Linked DNA regions of Anser cygnoides: region 2 is linked to region 1. Evidence: chromatin contacts called from public Hi-C data. All regions are on one chromosome and are shown on one strand. Each heading gives the region's core, a stretch centred on a gene start, on an enhancer-like site or on the middle of the called end of the contact. The rest is flanking DNA. Distances are from core to core; before and after follow the strand shown. Region 1 holds the start of DISP1 (dispatched RND transporter family member 1). Region 2 holds the start of TP53BP2 (tumor protein p53 binding protein 2).

Evidence for each region. Hi-C and Micro-C count contacts between places; a contact is called where the count stands out from the background.
Region 2: a contact with region 1 is called in a Hi-C map of liver, with 2.3 times the contacts expected there. The contact joins the promoter of TP53BP2 here to the promoter of DISP1 in region 1. A contact is called at or near these places in 2 of 7 Hi-C or Micro-C datasets (both in liver).

The regions. Positions count from the first base shown.
Region 1 is chr3:23,940,479-23,944,142 of Taihu_goose_T2T_genome, reverse strand. It overlaps DISP1 (dispatched RND transporter family member 1), which reads right to left and starts at 1,717. Exons shown (of 9, transcript XM_066993688.1): 1 at 1,580-1,717.
Region 2 is chr3:24,309,370-24,313,466 of Taihu_goose_T2T_genome, reverse strand. TP53BP2 (tumor protein p53 binding protein 2) reads left to right here and starts at 1,967. Exons shown (of 18, transcript XM_048057482.2): 1 at 1,967-2,341. The coding sequence starts at 2,315. It overlaps LOC136790354 (a long non-coding RNA gene), which reads right to left and starts at 1,967. Exons shown (of 2, transcript XR_010830121.1): 1 at 1,376-1,967; 2 at 1-134.

The DNA.
Region 1 (3,664 bases), core at 468-2,967:
AAGGGAAAAAGAAAAGCCAGTTAAAGAAAAAAAACTACTTTCTCAGCAATGCTTTAAAATTAAGAACAAGCAAGCTTCCTCCTGAAGTCATGTCTCATCAACTAATTAGCCAGAAAAGGCAAAGCCACTGGTGTACACGCAGGAAAGCCCAAACCAGCACGACTCTCCTCCAGGCTCAGAGCAGGTGAACAACCACTGGTGGTTTATCAAATTATAACGCAGAAACAGCCTTAAATCTGCTCTAGTGATTTTCAAAAGCAGATTAAAAAAAAGAAAAACCCAACGGCCGCATTTTACTTCCTACATACAGACAATGGCCCCAAAATGGAAAAAAGCTTCCTGATTTATGCTATAGAGTCTCAGATCCTAATGTGGTCTTCCATATTTTGCACCACTACAGTATCAGGCCCTCATTTCAACATCCACCTGCTTTTAACTGATGCGACACGTTTAAGCTTTCAGCCTCAAAATAACAGTATTCTCAAATTAGGCTATTATATTACTACAGGATATTGCTCACTTCACTGTAAAGCAGGATATCTTCCTGTACAATTCAGGTTTGCCTTTTACTTAATGATTTCTAAAATACCTAATACAACAGCCATGGCATACATTTTTGTCCCTAAACAGAATGCTTGGGGCAAAGGCTGCTGTGTTGGGTAAGCTTCCAGTTTAATGTTAAGTAAAGCATTAAGTTGTTTTTTTTTTTTTGGTGGTGGTGGTTAAACTTATTAATTTGTATCTCAGTTCATGTGTACCTTCAGCAATCAGCACTGCATCTTCTAAATACTAGCTGCAGCTGCTAGGAGCTGCTGGAAAACTAAAGTAACACAAGTTATATTTATTATATATTTTCCTTTGAGTAAACGTTTATAAACATTATTTGTTACAGACAACAATTTAGTTACCACAAACTTAAGTAGTCACAGCAAAAGCCTATAAATGCTAATATTTAAAGTATCTATATTTTTCTAATAAACATTTCCCCACTGCAAATGACAAGTTATCCCCCTTGTTTGTTTCACACTTGATCTCTTCCACAACTGCAGGCTGGCTGCTTCTGGCTCCTGTCCCTTTGGCCAGTTAGGAATTCTCTCTCAAAAAGATCCTGCGTCCTCACCTGTCCCAACTTTTTCCTTGCCCCCTTCTTCTCTTGCAGTTCTACCAGTCCACACGTTTAAATCTGAGCACGTTTAATAACAAGCCCATTGATAATTTGGATGCACTAGGATCCTAAATGCCTCGTTACTGTTTTACAGGTTTGTAACAGGAGCTCTTTTGTTCATTTGTCAAAGCCGGCAGTTCTACAGCTGTTCAACAGGCTACTGGGAATTCTGATCAGACAGCCTTTGTTCACTTAAAACACGCACGCCCTACAGACGCACGCCTCAAGTAACTGCAGCTAACTCTTCCTCCCGCTCCTGAAGAGAATCGGCTTTACCGGCTGCCCGAGGACAGACCGAGGGCGGCGGGAGCCGCCGGCGCCCCCGCAGCCAGCTGCGCTGACGCGGCCGTTACCGGCACCGCCCCGGCGGGCTCCCCTCCCTCCGCGCTGAGGGGAGAGGGCGGCGGCGCCTACCTGTGGGCTGCCCGCGGCGGGGTCCCCGAGGCAGCCGCGGCCGCCCCGCCTGAGCCCGGTGTCGCGGCAGGAAGGGAGGGGGATCCGCGGCGTCTCCGCCGTGGCGCAGTTACCATGGGACGGACGGAAGTCACCGCCAGCGGGGCGGGCGCGGGGCGGGGAGCCATGTTGAGCGCGGCGGCTGCCGGTCGCCATCTTGAGTGCGGCGCGGGGCGCGCTGAGGGGGGGGAGCTGACGCCCTCGACAGTTTGGGGTTCGCGGCGACCCAAGGAAAAAACAAAAAATAATAAAAAAAAAATAGGCCGCGAGTCTATCAGTTCATGGGCTGCCCTCAAGTACTTACCCAATACCTATAAAAATGAAGGAACATGGTTCTGAAGCAAAAGCCTGACGTGAGTTTTTCTGTCGGAGCGGCAAGCGTAAAGCACCAAATAGGAACAGCATGCCACAAGGTGCGCGTAAATAGTTGTTTTCTAATATTCTCCCAAGAAAGGGTATCTCAGTGTGCTATAACATTCACAGTTTTAAGCAGAGATCTAAACAGATGGAAAGTCATACCAGGGGTTAAAAGAATGCTTTTTCAGTAAGAAAATTACCACGAGGAAAAGAATGTAATTTTACCATCTGAAGACATGGGATTTTCCTGAGGAATTTCAAGTAAAGAAATGAGACCAAGTCTCTCAGACTGGGGTTGGTCTCAGAGGGACCTTCACACCATGGTGAGACAGGGAACATGTCAGAGATGTTGGGAAGAGCAGGAATAAAAAAGCCGTGATGAGGGCCCTTGGTTAGCTTGGGCAACCCTTGGTCATGGATCCAGCAGCCAAATCCCCAACAATCCCAGGGCTGTTTCCTTCCAGATATAACTCATCTTCACAAATCCCTTCTCTGCCCACCACAACGGGGCCTGAAGAGTCACACTGTATGTACTCTTTCAAAAGCAACAACAACAACAAACAAACAAACAAACAACAAAAACACACACACAAACACCACCTAGTAGTGTATATGAAATTACACATAGCAAGGAGCATCTGGATAAACAAATCAAGTGCTGAAATCCCAGGAAAAGCTTGCCACAGTCATAATTGTGCTGCCTTGCACATGTGTGTTAGTTTTTAATTGCATGATCATGCCCCGTTTCGTCCAAAAGCATCTTTGCCTCATTTAGCACACAGAATGGGCCAAAATACAGTTCCATTGTTACTCGCAGACATGGTATTGCCTAACCTTTGAGGGCTTACTATTGCAGTTGATGTAAAACTACATATTCATGATTTTTAAGACCAGAACAAAATACTAGAAAATCTGCAGTGATCCCTTGCACACGACAGGCTGCTAGGTTTTAATCCCTTTGTGAGAATAATTGGTTCTTTAAAGGTCACTCTGAAGCATGTGAAACACCCAGGGTTTGGGAGTCAGGGTTGGCAGCCTGAGTCAGAGACACTGATTCCCTCCCTCTCCCTCTTCACTCAACATGGTTTTTATTAAAGGCTCATTATAATTCTGCATTCTGGCTCAGATTTCATCCTAAATGCCAGCAACATCTGCTGTATCAGCCCAATAACTTGTGCTTGATCAGACAAAAAATGCTGTGAAAGTTGACATATTTAACTCTGTCAAGACTCGGGCTTGAAGCAGCATGCCAGGAATGCAACAGTAAATGGGAAAGAGCAAGTGAATTTAAGAAGAGATCTTCCTGTGAAGCAGCAAGAACAAGTGGAAGAGTAGAGCTCAGCCCCTCCTGCTCCAGAGGGACCCTGCTGTCAGGTCTTGTCACTTAATACCACATTCTGGTACTTAATCTCTAATTGTGCTGATTTCTTCTCTAGGCTCAAGTGACTGACTACTCAGTCATCTGGTATAATTCTGTAATTCATGTGACACCTTCCTTTTTTTTTTTTTTTTTACTCACAAAATATATCTACAGAATATTATTTATGCCTCAGTGATCCTCCATTGAAGTACAGGAACCTCGAGAAATTAAAAAAATAAAATAAAATTTACAGTTCTCAGCTCCTGTCTTCCAGTGCCATCTAGTGTTCAACTTTGGAAAAGAAGTGACTAATGGGATTCCTCCTCGTC
Region 2 (4,097 bases), core at 718-3,217, 370 kb before region 1:
AAAAGTTTACAAGATATTGCAAATGATTACAAGATATTACAAAGAGATGTCGTCTGATGTCTGCTGTTTGATAATTCTCATGGTTGTGTCAGGGACTGTAAAAGAAGACTGGTCTGGAGACAGTTTTAGGCACACTGAAGAAGAAAAGAGTGTGAGAAGTTACTGTTAAAATTGTTTAGATACTGCTCTGAGAAAATTAACTGAAGTTTTGGAGTAGCGTGGTGAAGGCATGAAATACAGCAGTGTCTCCCAGCCTCCCGCCTTGATCCATCGTATGAAAAGACTAAGGGCAAGAAATGCTGATGATATTTATTTCTACTTACCATCACTACAACTATTGTCTGTAACACCTTTCTGCTTTTGCAAGTTTCTGTAGTTCAGACCAAGCAGATCACTCACAGAGAGAAAAAGAACGATTCTGGTACATCTTTCCTTTTCCTCGTCTTTCTTTTCCTTTTCCTCGTCTTTCTTTTCCTTTTCCCCATCTTTCCTTTTCCTCATCTTTCTTTTCCTTTTCCTTTTCCTCATCTTTCTTTTCCTTTTCCTCGTCTTTCCTTTTCCTCGTCTTTCCTTTTCCTCGTCTTTCCTTTTCCTCGTCTTTCCTTTTCCTTTTCCTTTTCCTCGTCTTTCCTTTTCCTTTTCCTTTTCCTCGTCTTTCCTTTTCCTCGTCTTTCCTTTTCCTCGTCTTTCCTTTTCCTTTTCCTCGTCTCTTTTCCTTTTCCTCGTCTTTCCTTTTCCTTTTCCTCGTCTTTATTTTCCTGTTCCTTTTCCTCGTCTTTCCTTTTCCTTTTCCTCATCTTTCCTTTTCCTTGTCTTCCTTTTCCGTTCCTCGTCTTTCCTTTTCCTCGTCTTTCCTTTTCCTTTTCCTCGTCTTTCTTTTCCTTTTCCTCGTCTTTCTTTTCCTTTTCCTCATCTTTCCTTTTCCTTGTCTTCCTTTTCCTTTCCTCGTCTTTCCTTTTCCTTTTCCTCATCTTTCCTTTTCCTTGTCTTTTTCCTTTTCCTTTCCTTGTCTTCCTTTTCCTTGCCTTCCTTTTCCTTTCCTCGTCTTTCCTTTTCCTTTCTTTTTCCTTTTCCTTTTCCTTTCTTTTTCCTTTTCCTTTTCCTTTTCCTTTCCTTGTCTTTTTCCTTTTCCTTTCCTTGTCTTTTTCCTTTTCCTTTTCATTTCCTTGTCTTTTTCCTTTTCCTTTCCTTGTCTTTCTTTTTCCTTTTCTTTTTCCTTCTTTTCCTTTTCCTTTCCTTTTCCTTTTCTTTTCTTTGTCTTTCCTTTTCCTTTCGTCCTCTCCTCCCCTCCCCTCCCCTCCCCTCCCCTCCCCTCCCCTCCCCTCCCCTCCCCTCCCCTCCCCTCTCCCTCTCCGTTTCCGTGACCCTATTTCACCTGCAAACCCGCTGAGCGTTGCGGGAGGGAAGCTGCTCTCCGAAGCGCGCTGCCAGATGGCACCGCGAGCCCCCCTCGCAGCCCGCGCCTCACAGGACCCGGACCTACACCGGGAGCACCGCGCGCACCCCTCGGGGCTCCATTCCCTCGGCGGGCGTGGGGCTGGTGTCACCCGGCGCCCAATGGGCGGTGCGGGAGGTGATGTCATGGCCCTGGCGGCGCCGCCTCATTGGCCGGCCCTGGCAGCGGGGCCGGGCGGGGAGAGAGGGGGACGGGGCCCAGCGGGCGGCCCCAACCCCGGCCCCAACCCCGACGCCGCGGGGCCCCGCCGCCCTCCGGCCGGGCGCGGGGCGCCTTGTTTTAACCGCTTTAGAAAATAAACGTTTATACAAATTCGGCCTGGGTTTTGTTCTCCCCTCACCCGGGAACTTCTGGTCCTCCTCCACCCCGTCTCGTTACGGGGAAGGTTGAACACCAGTAGGAGGAGCAGCCGGAGCCGGTTCCCCTGCCGGGCCCCGCGACGGCTGCCGGCGCTGCCCGCCGTTCCTCCGAGCCCTCCGCACGGCGCCCCCGGGGAGCCGAACTTCTACCCCCCGAGCCGATCTAACATTCACGGGCTCGCCCCGGGCAGCCCGAACGAACGCGGCTTTCCCGGACTTTCGGCCCCTCCCGGAGGCGGGAGGGAGGGAAGGAGGGAGGCGAGGCGGGGGGGCGCTGCACGGCGCGGCGGCTCCTCCTCGCCGGCTCGGGGTTCGCTTCGGAGCGGAGCCGGGGGCGGAACAAAGCGGAGGAGCGGGCGGGCGGCGCAGCGAAGCCGGGCAGGGCGGCCCCGCAACAGGTTCCCCCCGCGCGTCCCGGCGGCGGCGGCAGCGCAGGCCCTACGCTTCCCAGCTCGGCGGTCTCCCGCTCCGGGCGGCGGGGCCGGCACCGGCCGCCCCCATGCGGTTCGGCTCCAAGATGATGCCGGTGAGTGCCGGGAGGGCGCGGGGGACGGCGCCGCTCCGGGGGAAAGTTGGAGCGGGGGAGAAAATGGATCCCGCGGGGCTCCGGGAGACCCTGCCTCCCCTCCCCTCCCCTCTTCGGCCCCGGGCAGGGACTTCCCCTCCCCCTTCTGCTTTTCTTCCTTTGTGTTTTCGGTGTCTTTTTTTCTTCCTTCTCTCCAGATTTTCTTGCTCTTTCGCGCTGGGCCCGACTCGTTAGACGGGCTTTTTGGAGCGGAGCCAGCGCCGGGGGGCAACCGGGGGAGGGAGCGGGCCCCGCACCGCGCGCAAACTTTTCCCCCCCCCTCGCCCCTCCTGTCCCGCCGGGGCTGCTGGCCGCGTCGTGAGCGGGCGCCTCTGCACGCTGCTTTATTGTTCGCTTTATTAAAAAAAAAAAAAAAAAAACAAGTAATAAATCTTGTGATAAAAGTTGTTAAAAGTTGGCTCGGAAAGTGCCGCGTCTGCCGGCGGGGGGTGGCTTTGTCTCCCAGCTCCCGGCGGAAGATGGTGTCCATGTTGGCGGCGGCGTGAGGCGGCGCTCCCGGGGCCGGGCCGCGGTGCCGGGGGGGCTGTGCGGGCACCCCGTGAGGGACGGGGAGCACCGCGTCCCTGGGGGAGCTGCGGGGTGGGCTTTGAAAGCACGCCGCTCCAGCCAGCTGTCGTTGGACGGAAGCTCGGCACGACGGCTTCGTGCGATCCTCGGCGCAAAATGCGTAAAGGCGACGGCACAGGGTACTTAGCGTTTCAGGTGCCTGTCTCCGAGTGCGTCCGTGTTGTTCTGAGAGGTTAAAAAAAACGCACAGAAACCGTCAGCGAGCTCAACACCCGCTTAGTCCGAGTTGAGGGTGCTTCAAAATGTTCCCCCCCCCCGGCGGCACGGCCTGCCTTACAGCTGCCGGCAGCTAGTAGCTCTGCAGGCAGAGCTAGCCCATGAAGAGCACCCCTTTATTAAAGGGTATTTCCATTTTAACTCTCCCAGGAGCTGGCTGAAGCCGGCGAAGGATGATCTGTCTGTACCAGGAGGTGAAGAATCCGTGCTGTAAGGGCAAGGGTGTTGCAGGGATGCTGTGACCTCCTTGTTTTACTATCGGCGTGAGGTTCTTCCTGCGCAATTAGGAGGAAATAATGAGTGATAATTTAATCGCATGGAACACCGAAGACTGGGCTGGGTGACTTTATTGCTGTAACTGATGAGGGAGGAACAGACAAAATATGAGCTTAACTGCAGGTGAAACAGCCAACGTGTTGTGCAACTGTGGTGTTGTCTACACGTGAAAACTCAAAAGAAAACAAGCAGTAAGTATAACGAGGTGTTAATTCAACCCACGTCGAAACCGAGCTAGGTAGGCACCCTTGTATAAAATCAAAACCTCCAAGAGGTGCTGCTACTGGCCAGTTCCATGCCACTGAGCTCAAATAAGGGAGAAAACAAGCAGGAGCAGTGTTAGCCCATCAGCACGGGCAGGTGGCAAGTTCCAGAGCACGCACTGCCCTTGTGGCTCAGGCTTTTCTTTGGCAGATGACTCAACTCATTAGTGATTCTGGTTTTTAACCCCTAAACAAAGGGACGGATACAGCCTTTTCACATCGCACTTACTGTGGATAATAAAAGATTGGCGAAAGTTGAATGTGACTACAGGAATTAAAAACACAAGTGTTATGAATATTACTACTTTAATCCACCTATTTCAAAACAAAACAAAAAACCAAAACCAAATCAAACTGAAAACCCAAACAAATTG